Regions from separate parts of the Astyanax mexicanus genome. Here region 1 is linked to region 2. A link is a contact called in public Hi-C data. All regions are on one chromosome and are shown on one strand. The core of a region is the stretch at or near the end of the contact, and the rest is flanking DNA. Distances in the headings are between cores, read along the strand shown.

Region 1 (6,054 bases), core at 490-2,989, 140 kb after region 2:
TGAAAACAATGAAAAAGTCATGAAATTTCAAAATAGCAATTTTCAGGCGTAGATGAGTTTTGGAAAAATAAAAATACCCTAATTGTTTTGGAAAAGTCATAGGAATTTGCAATCTACAAATCTTTGGGTTTTTTGTTCTATTAAAAGCTATTTTGAGCTAACAAATACATCAGCTCAGAGTTATATCAGTAATACACACATTTCACTATTGAAGATTTTCTCAAATTAATTTTAGGCTTGCTGTAATCAATTTTGATCATAGTTTTTGTTTATTTTTGGTTTTATTGTCCATGTCTGCACTGATGTTTTAAAATCATATTGTCATGAAAATTTGCCTTGAAGTCATGGAAAATTCATGGAAAATTCTTGTTTAAAAATTTCATGAACCATGGATAAATGGAGAAGTCAAGACTTTTTTGCTTTTGTGCTTTTAGAATTGGCCTTATTTAAAGCTCTGTTTTAAATAATTATATATATAAAAGTAATGCTGTGCTAACTTAGATAGTTCTTTTATTTATTGTTAGCCACATAAGGATGTGTACTAATAATAAGATATATATATATAAATGTATATATATATTTAGAAGGTGGATACAAACCTGACAGTGAATGACACTGGATTGTATTGCGCAGGTACCGCTGTGAGTGTGAGCCAGGCTGGGTGGGGAAGAACTGTGACCTAGACCGCAATGACTGCCTGCCCAACCCCTGCCAGAATGCAGGCACCTGCATCGACCAGCTCAACGGCTTCACCTGCAAGTGCCGACAGGGCTTCAGAGGTGGGTGTTACATCCAGATAATTCCCTTAATTCATAATACATGACAGCTCTGACATTCCTGCTAGCGATTAAGCAAAGCCTAGCAAAGTCCTAAAAAGAAGTAATGAAAGATCATTACAAGTATTTAAATGTGTTATTTAATCTCCTTTACAATGTCATGTATTCCAAATCTCTGTCTAAACGTATAAACAGCTCTGTAAAAAAATAAGAGACCACTTAAAAATGATGTGTTTCTTTGATTTTACCAAATTGAAAACCTCTGAAATAAAATCAAGAGGAAAATTGATGATCACAAGCCATCAAACCAAACTGAACTTCTTGAAGTTTTGCACCAGGAGTTTAAGGCATAAAGTTATCCAAAAGCAGTGTGTAAGACTGGTGGAGGAGAACATGCCAAGATGCATGAAAACTGTGATTAAAAAACAGGGTTATTCCACCAAATATTGATTTCTGAACTCTTAAAACTTTATAATTATGAACTTGTTTTATTTGCATTATTTGAGCCATTTCTCATTTTCTGCAAATAAATAATGATAAATGATATATTTGGGGGGGGGGGGGATTTGTGAGAAATGTTGTCCGTAGTTTATAGAATACAACAATGTTCATTTTACTCAAACATAAACCTGTAAATAGCAAAATCAGAGAAATTGATTTAAAAACTGAAGTGGTCTCTTAATTTTCTCCAGAGCTGTATTTACATATAAATTCAAAGACATTAATGCTTGGGCCATGTCGCCCCCTACAGGTAATTGTATGATTTGCATTATAGTTTTTCATAGTGTACATCCTCACTTTCTGTGTCTCTTTCTCACTCCTGTTTTTCTTTCTCTCTTCCTCCTCCTTCTCCTCAGGTAATCAGTGCCAGGTGAACATCAACGAGTGCGCTTCCAGCCCCTGCCTGAATCAGGGAACGTGTGTGGACGGTGTGGCCAGTTTCACATGCCTGTGTGAGGCTCCTTACAGCGGACCCACCTGTGCTGAGGTGCTCACACCCTGCTCACCTAATCCCTGCTCTAACCACGCTGTCTGCACACACACGCCTGACTACTTCGGCTACCAGTGCAACTGCCAGCCAGGATGGCAAGGTAAGGGATCCTGTCGTTGGTTTGGATGCATGCATGTATGAATAAAATTGACACATGGTGTCTTTTAGAAGCTTATTCAGATGATTGATATTTTAGCTGTGCAGATATACAGTTTTTGTAAATTAGGGCTGCATCGATTAGTTGTGCAATCGACAGCATTGACTATAAACTATTTCATTCCCAACACATCGTTAATGTGTGATGGAATGAGAGAGAGAGCTCACTCAAGAGGAAAAAAAGGAAAGACAAATCCTGAGCACCCTGATTGGCTTTTCCTCATGCTCAGTTGACCAATGAGGTTTCAGTGTGGGTGGGACTTGAGAAAGACATTTAACTCCACACTATACTCTACAGTCTGTCTTTACTAGTTCTGTACAGTTTAAACACTAACTAATAAAAACTATATTAACTACATTACCCGTGATTTAAGTTAAATTACTGCAGAGAGCTGCTGAAGTTAGTTTAAACTGAGGCCTTATAGACGTCCTCTAAGAAAATTACAGGCTGAATTATCTACTGTTTTTGCTAAACTCCATGGTCCTCCGATAATTTTAGTCCCGTCCGGACGCACATCTCTGAGTTTCATCACTTTGCATTTAATAAAATAGCTATATGTTCACTGCCACGCACTGAAATTACACATCGGGCGTGCATTTACACGGAGATCAACGCAAACACAACAGCGAGTGGAAATGGAGGAGCTACTGAACGCGATGTCATGTTTTTTTAATTGCAGTCCAGATGCAAGAGTAGAAGTGTGAAGTATTTTTTACAGACATCGCCCTGAGAAACGTATCCCTAAAACTAATAGGGCTCTAGTCTAAATATGCTCTGTGTCTCTGCAGGTCATCTGTGTAACATTGATGTAAATGAATGCGCCTCGAACCCCTGTAAGAACCGCGGCACCTGCACCAACACGCTGGGAGGCTACGTATGCTCGTGCCGTGGAGGATACTCTGGACCCAACTGTGAAACCGACATCAACGACTGCCTCCCAAGTGAGTAACTTCACATCGTTTCTACAACAATGTTTCTCTGATACCTATACACACATATATAAAAGCTGCATTCCTCAGTCTTTGACTCCTTTAACTCCTCATTCTCCTCCTCCTCTCCCCCCCCGCAGACCCCTGCATGAGCGGAGGCTCCTGCACAGATGGAATCAACACCTTCTACTGTACCTGCCTGCCCGGCTTCACAGGCCCACGGTGTGCCATAGAAGTAGACGAGTGCCAGAGCGCCCCCTGCAAGAACGGAGGCACCTGCACCGACTACGTCAACAGCTACACCTGCACCTGCAAGCCAGGCTTCACCGGCCTCCACTGCGAGACCAACGCAATGGACTGCACTGAGAGGTGAGAGATCTCAGGCTTTTTGGTTCTTTGAGGTCTGAAATGTTCAGGTATGGTCAGGAACGGTGCTAACCTCTCTGCTCTGGATGTTCTACAGCTCGTGCTTTAACGGTGGAACCTGTGTGGATAAGATCAATGGCTTTTCCTGCACATGCCGCGTGGGCTTCACAGGAGAACACTGTCAGTATGAGGTGAACGAGTGCGACTCACAGCCCTGCCTTAACGGAGGAGTGTGCCAAGATGGCCTGGAGTCCTTCCGCTGCTCCTGTCCGAAGGGCTACACCGGCAGCCGCTGCCAGGTAAACACTCCAGCCTTAACCTGGATTAAGCTAAAGAATTAGTGTATCCATTCAGTATTCACATTATATACAAATACTGTATCTTATGTATTTTTCACACATAAGGCACACTTAAAATCCTTTCATTTTTCCAAAAAGTCAGTGCGCCTTATAATCCGGTGCACTTTATGTATAAATTATACAAAGTCAAGTATTAAGGAGCAGTAAAGCCACTCCGCTGAAGTACAGCGTTATACAGGAGTTTCAGTTTAGTTTCCTAGCAAAGAGCACTAGCTCTTTCGCCATTCAGAGGTGAGTATATTGGACTCTAGTCAGCGTGTTTACTGTGTTAAAACAAGCTACGTGGGCTAAAATCACCCTGGCTTACCAGAACACTCAGGATTCCCCTGTGTACCGACCCAGAGGCGAGAGCTGCTAAATTAGAAAGAAAAACATAGCGACACCCCTGCTCCTTACTAGTGTCGCATAATGCGGCTTACAATCCGATGCGCTTTATGTTTGAAAATAGAACAGAAAATGGACGTTTATTGATAGTGCGCCTTATAGTGTGAAAAATATGGTGCAAGTGTAGAAAGTGTAGAAAAGTTAACAAATTGACAGCATTTTTCACTGTTAACAATAAAACCATAATTTTATTCAGATCTTTGCTGGCCTAATTCAGTCTGTTTAAATATCTTTGTGTGGTTGTACAGGTGCGAGTGGACTGGTGCAGGCATTCAAACCCCTGCCAAAACGGTGGCCGCTGCAGGCCTAAAGACGGCTCCTGTGACTGTGTAGGTGGATGGTCTGGACGTTACTGTGACATCCCTGGGGTCTCCTGTGAGATGGCTGCCATGCAGAGAGGTTTGTGTGATCTCAAACATTAACTGTACTTAAAGTCATCAATTCTGGATTCGAATAATGTAGTTCTCATTTAATGCAGTTCAAAACAGCTATAAAGGACTGTAATGTAACTGTGTGCAGTAGAGTAACTGTTCCTCTGTGCTGCTTCAGGTCTTCAGACAGATGAGCTTTGTCATCGCGGCGGACACTGTGTGAACACTGGGAACACACACTACTGCAAGTGCCCTAACGATTACACTGGCAGCTACTGCGAGAGTCAGGTGGATCACTGCGAGGACAAACCGTGTCTCAATGGCGCCACCTGCAGGGGCTATGTGGGAGGTTACACATGTGATGTAAGTGGCAGCACACAAAATTTGTTCTATTAACAAAGACTTTAATGAACACCTAGGAGTGGGTGTTGCTACATACCAACACATCTGGAATACCAGAGCAACCCACAGTAACAAGCTAGCAACAACCTAGGAACCCCCATAGCTATTATCTGTAACTAGGAACGGTTTAGGCTGGATAATTATTCTGTGTTACCAATCAAAAAGTGCACTTTTCTAGTACTTCTCTAGACTAAGAGTCAGTCCACTCATTCACTGTATTGTTTCTACATTTTGACAGTGTATGCCCGGGTACGAGGGACAGAACTGCGAGAGGGAGATCAACGAGTGCCGCTCCCACCCCTGTCAGAATGGAGGTACCTGCATTGATCTGGTGGGCCACTACATCTGCTCCTGCCCTCCTGGCACAATGGGTAAGTCTAAAAACCCCCATCAGTATTCAGTACCATTCATTTTACTTTAATCCTGGATATACAGCTCTGGAAAATATTAAGAGACCACTTCAGTTGCTCTGATTTTGCTATGTATAGGTATATGTTAAAGTAAAATGAACTTTGTTCTTTTATTCTATAAACTGCAAACAACATTTCTCCCAAATTCCAAATATAAATATTGTGATTTAGAGCATTTTTTGAGGAATGGCTGAAAAAAACAAAAGAGCTGCAGAGCTTTCAGAAAACAAGTTTATATTCATAAAGTTTTAAGAGTTCAGAAATCAATATTTGGTGTAATAACCCTGTTTTTTTAATCACAGTTTTTATGCATCTTTGCATGTCCTCCTCCACCAGTCTTACACACTGCTTTTGTATAATTTATGCCACATCTGGTGCAAAATGTCAAGCAGTTCAGTTTGGTGGTTTGATGGCTTTTGATCATCCATCTTTCTCTTGATTATATTCCAGAGATTTTCAATTTGGTAAAATCTAAGAAGCTCATCATTTTTAAGTGGTCTCTTATTTTATTTTAGAGCTGTATGGAGATATTTGGAATGCATCTGATAAAATTCATATTTTTTTAACGTTTAATTTGTTACAGTAGTCATTCTTGTTTTGTCATATTGCCAAGAATAACATTATCACGAAAATACCATGAAATATTGTATTATTATTTTAGGGCCGTATCACCCAAGCTACAGCTACAGTATATAATAGTGATGATATATTTGTCTCTTTAGGGGTTCTCTGTGAGATAAATGAGGACGACTGTGCCACTCCCACAAGGCCTCGTGGCACGCCCAAGTGTCAAAACAACGGAACCTGCGTGGACCGCGTGGGAGGCTATCGGTGCAACTGCCCACCAGGCTACACAGGCGATCGCTGTGAGGGAGATATAAACGAGTGCCACTCCAATCCCTGCAACGC
Region 2 (5,449 bases), core at 2,781-5,280:
CTAATGTTCAGGTATAAACTGATAAATATCAGTACTATTAGCCAATCAGAGGTGATATGTTTGCATGTATCAAAAAAAAATCATGAGTAAGAGCTGAAATCCTATCTCTTCTCCCTGCCCACTCTTCCATGGGACTAAAGCAGTGTTGTACCGGATGTTGTTAGGAGAGTAAGTGCTCTTTAAAGAGCTCAGTCTTCAGGAGTTTATTAAAGATAGTGAGAGATTCTCCTGATCTGGTAGTAGAAGATAGTTAGTTAGAGGTGTTAGGAGAGTAAGTGCTCTTTGAAGAGCTCTGTCTTCAGGAGTTTATTAAAGATAGTGAGAGATTCTCCTGATCTGGTAGTAGAAGGTAGTTAGTTAGAGGTGTTAGGAGAGTAAGAGCTCTTTGAAGAGCTCTGTCTTCAGGAGTTTATTAAAGATAGTAAGAGATTCTCCTGATCTGGTAGTAGAAGGTTGTTTGTTCCACCATTGGGGAACTTTGTATGAGAACAGTCTGGATTGCTTTGTATATATGAACAATAATTTAGATCATTAATATCTCACTGGCTTTCTCTTTGTCTCTCTGTAGTAAATAATGCTGGAGTGGGTCTGCTGGGTCCAGTGGAGAGCATCAGTATAGACCAGATGAAGCGGGTGTTTGAGACCAACTTTTTCGGCACAGTGCGCATGATCAAAGAGGTCATGCCCGACATGAAGAAACGCAGGTCGGGCCACATCGTCGTCATGAGCAGCGTGATGGGCATGCAGGGTAGGACAGGCTCCGCAACCCTGAAGGTGGAGACTGGAGACGAATGGCAACCTTGTAGAGTTCAACACCAGGGGGCGATAGAGCTCATTCATTTCCCTGCTGAGAACATATTGTGACACATAAACAGGCCAAATGCGTGTCTACAGATTAGAAGCTTGTTAATAATGAAAGCTGATCAGTGTAAGAGACTGTAATTACCAGTTATTACCCATGTAAGAGCACACTAATGCAAATTAGTTCAATATTTTACGGCAGTTTTTAGTTCAGAGAAATTAATTTAACATGATGTGTTACTTACCACCCAGATATGGTGCATAAAAAATGCTTGATATCTGATAGGCGTTGGATATTCAGCTCTGGGTAAAAAATAAGAGACCACTTAAAAATGATGAGTTTCTTTGATTTTACCAAAGTGAAAACCTCTGGAATATAATCAAGAGGAAGATGGATGATCACAAGCCATCAAACCACCAAACTGAACTGCTTGTTATTTGTAACAAGCAATATCTGGTAAATTAGAAGGAAACCATGGCGACACCCCTGTTCCTTACTGGTGTCGCATAATGCGCTTTATATTCCAGTGCACCTTAAATATAAAAATAGACCACAAAAAAGACGTTCATTAATAGTGTGCCTTATAATCCAGTTTGCTTTATAGTGCAAAAAATACAATATTTTTACCCTATGCTAATTATAGTTTTATTATATAAACATGTCGTTTTTAAAATCTTATTTTTCATTACATGGAGTAGCTGAGTTGTAAGCTGAGTTGTAGCCTTAATGAAGGATGTCTGAGACATGATTGGTCTGGGAGAAGGGGGTGGGTCTATAAAATGAGTAGACAAGTCTGTCTTTGCCTCTGGTGTCAAATTTGACAACATGGCAGACAGTGTTGGCTTTATTTCTATAGAACAGAGTTAGTGGAATCATAGTGTTGGAATCAATGTTTTCTACAGTCATTGGCTGTTAATAAATCGATTAATTGTAGAAACATAAAAATGCTTCTAGATTTTTGGGAAAAGCTTTTGTTTTGTGTAAAAGGCTGATTTATACTCTGTGTAGACAACTGTGTATCTGTGTCACATCATCAATTACAAATATCATATATATACAGCTCTAGAACAAAATAAGATAGCACTTAAAATTTAGAGTTTCTTTGATTTTACTAAAATTGAAAACCTCTAGAATATAATCAAGAGGAAGATGGATCATCACAAGCCATCAAAGCAAGCTGAGCTGCTTGAATTTTTGCACCAGGAGTAAAGGCATGAAGTTATCCAAAAGCAGTGTGTAAGACAGGTGGAGGAGAACATGCCAAGATGCATGAAAAGAAAACTGTGATTAAAAAACTGGTTAGATATTAACTATAATGTGCATACGGCACCCATGCAGATACAGAGATACACAGTGCTGCATCTACACAGAAGTAGAAATCAGGCTTGAGTCTGAGTCTGTGTATTCGTGAGCCTGAAATCTGTCTGTGTGGCTGAAATGTCTACAGGAGTGGTGTTTAACGACGTCTACACAGCCTCCAAGTTTGCCATCGAGGGCTTCTGTGAAAGCATGGCAGTGCAGCTGCTCAAGTTTAATGTGAAGTCTGTACTCTCCTTCTTCACAGAAGCTTTTGTTCATGTCCAAGTGGATCTAAGTGGATTAGCTAAAGTGCCATCTTCATATTTCATCTTTCCCCCAGGCTGTCTCTGATTGAGCCAGGGCCCGTGCACACAGAGTTCGAGTCCAAGATGATGGACGACGTGGCCAAGATGGATTTTCCTGGGACGGACCCGGACACGGTCAGATACTTTAAGGACGTGTACATGCCGTCCTCCATCGATATCTTCGAGGCGATGGGGCAGATGCCAGAAGACATAGCTAAAGTAAGCGAAGACCTTTGGCCCTTATCTCATGACCAAACAACCAGCACATGACTGAAGCGTCTTGCCGCTGCTGCTGCTTTTGAATTTCGTGAAATGTTATTAAATCACAGTTTTTCAAAACAGGTAATTGTAATTAACTGTAATTAATTAGACAGATGACATATAAAAGACAGACAAAGGAAATGTAGATATAAAGCTGATGGTGATTATGCGCATTCCAGTTGATAATTGTTGATGAAGGCTTTAATCATTCCTTAAAACAAACTCTTGTTATTGTACTCATTTCCATTTGACCGTATAAGAGCACTTTAATGTTATAGTTAACTTTAACAGAATATAGACTATCTGTTTCAGTGGATCAGACACAGGGGTGCAGCTGGAGTTCTTAAAGGTCTCATTCCCTCATTTGTTCAAGGTTCTGATTGGCTAACAGCACTACAAGGCAGTGAGACGGAAAACAGTTAGAAACGTTTTAAAATAAAGACATTTTTACACTAATAACAGTCTGTGGAGTGTCATATGTCACTTTACAACATGCATAAATTAATGTTCTGCTAAGTGCAGTTCAGCCTAGTCAGACCTAGTCTTAGAGTCTCTGTAAAACACAAAATCCACCGGATATTCTATGTAAACCTATAGTTACTTGCACACAGAGGTGGGTAGTCCAGGTCCAGAAAGTAAAAAATCCACTTTTTACAAATACATCTAGTACAATCGCAATTGTACTTTGCTGGTGGAGTTTCACAGACGCATTTGTTCCTTAGCTCTGAGTTACTGGGCAAAGCAAAGAAAACTGATGTGTTATTCGCACAAATAACACAGGAACGAACTGCATGCTGTTCCTAGCGCTGTTAGCTCTTCCTATCTGACGAGACGGAGTCTCTGCCCGGCTTCAGCTCTGCCTGTGGGCGGTCCCGAGCCGAGGTGTTGGAGGCCATGAATACTAATTAGCAGGTTGACGTAGACACTGTGCTTTTCCTGATCGACTCGTTTTCTTTTATATTTTACTAGCTACTGCAGACAATGGAGTTTGAGGAAGAGTTTCATCATGTGCAGCATCATAAACAACTCAGAGAGACCTACTGTGTTTTACAAAGAACAAGAACAAGTGGATTTTAGTGGATAGACACCTTAAAACACCTATTATTTATGTGCCAAATTCTTGTTAGAATTAGATACAAAAAATAGTTTAAACTTCTTTTTCTTCCTCAGTGCACCAAGAAGGTCATCGAGTCGACTAGTCCTCGGTTTCGGAACCTCACCAACAGCCTGTACACACCCATCGTGGCCATGAAGTACGCAGACGAGACCGGAGGCCTGTCCGTCCACACCTTCTACAACCTGCTGTTCAATTTCGGCTCCCTGATGCACATCACCATGAGCATCCTCAAATGCCTGACCTGCAGCTGCCTGCGCAGGCGCACCATCTCACCTGACTGAAGGAGGGGAGAGAGGGCAGCAGCGAGCCCACGGCAGAGACGCACCAACCGTACCTCAGAACGTCTGGATTAGCGTAACGGACCCTGGTGATCAGGGTTCTACACGTGAACATGATCATATACTGTATGCTTTCATGTGTTCTAAGGGTTTCTAAAATGTGCCTTAGAAGAGTGTGTGTTCTCCGATCTGACACACCTGATCCTGACCTGAACTTACCCACTAAATAATCATTCATTTGTGTGAATCAGGGGAGATTGTGTAGAGTAAAGAAGCAAATTCTGCTCCCCAGGTGGAACCCAGGACTCAAACAGGTTTACTGCTTATAGCAGAAAGTGTTAAAGAGGGTCAGCACTCTTTAAAATAAAGAAGCTTCCATAGAACTTTAATAGAATTCCAGTCCTGGTCCAGAGCTCTGAAAAAAAATAAGAAACCACTTAAAAATGATGAGTTTCTTTGATTTTACCAAATTGAAAACCTCTGGAATATAATCAAGAGGAAGATAGATGATCACAAGCCATCAAACCACCAAACTGAACTGCTTGTTGAATTTTTTGCACCAGGAGTAAAGCAGCATAAAGTTATCCCAAAGCAGTGTGTAAGACTGGTGGAGGAGAACATGATGCCAAGATGCATGAAAACTGTTAAAAACCAGGGTTATTCCACCAAATATTGATTTTTGAACTCTTAAAACTCTTAATATGAATATGAACTTGTTTTCTCTGCATTATTTGAGGTCTGAAAGCTCTGCATATTTTTTGTTATTTCAGCCATTTCTCATTTACTGCAATTAATTCTGCTCTAAATGACTAAATAACAATATATTTATTGGAATTTGGGAGAAATGTTGTCTGTTCATTTTACTTAAACATAAACCTATAAATAGCAAAGTCAGATAAACTGATTCAGAAACTGAAGTGGTCTCTTATTTTTTTTACAGAGCTGTATATCACGGTATTTTTCAAGATTCTGATGGTTTCGCAGTATATTACGGCAACTTTAACACTTTAACATGGCTTCCTTTTCAAAACTAAATATTTTTAAATAATTCCATAAACACTATAAACAGACCTAAAATGCTACTTTAAAACCTTTAATACCAAAACATGCTAAAAAAAACATGATTTTTTATGCTAAATCGCACTGTTTTGTCGAAAAGTTTGTGAACATTCTGTCTAATAAATTAATTCAGTATTTTACGTCCCTCTGGAGCAGATAAATGTACAAGCACCAGACTTCACTAACAGTCCTGTTGCTGAATGCAATCAAATGCTCACAGTAAAATGCTGCAAAATTGAATAGAGAGCCTTTCCTGGACATTAAAGACAATTTCTTCACCAAAAGCAGGACTAACTTTTATTAATACCCCAGATTTTATAAGAATCAA

Evidence for each region. Hi-C and Micro-C count contacts between places; a contact is called where the count stands out from the background.
Region 1: a contact with region 2 is called in a Hi-C map of muscle, with 19 times the contacts expected there. The contact joins two enhancer-like sites. A contact is called at or near these places in 2 of 3 Hi-C or Micro-C datasets (both in muscle).

What each region holds. Positions count from the first base shown.
Region 1 is chr3:4,677,527-4,683,580 of AstMex3_surface, forward strand. It overlaps notch3 (notch receptor 3), which reads left to right. Exons shown (of 33, transcript XM_007229075.4): 14 at 634-779; 15 at 1,634-1,867; 16 at 2,713-2,865; 17 at 2,994-3,222; 18 at 3,317-3,518; 19 at 4,211-4,361; 20 at 4,512-4,696; 21 at 4,974-5,106; 22 at 5,868-6,054. Among protein-coding and RNA genes, the nearest start is that of zmp:0000001048, 24 kb to the right of the region's middle. Within about 2 kb of position 1,740, the one cell type or tissue checked has an H3K27ac peak away from gene starts, as active enhancers do.
Region 2 is chr3:4,535,606-4,541,054 of AstMex3_surface, forward strand. rdh8a (retinol dehydrogenase 8a) reads left to right here. Exons shown (of 6, transcript XM_022668035.2): 3 at 569-748; 4 at 2,250-2,343; 5 at 2,442-2,625; 6 at 3,838-5,449. The coding sequence ends at 4,065. Among protein-coding and RNA genes, the nearest start is that of rdh8a, 9.2 kb to the left of the region's middle. Within about 2 kb of position 4,031, the one cell type or tissue checked has an H3K27ac peak away from gene starts, as active enhancers do.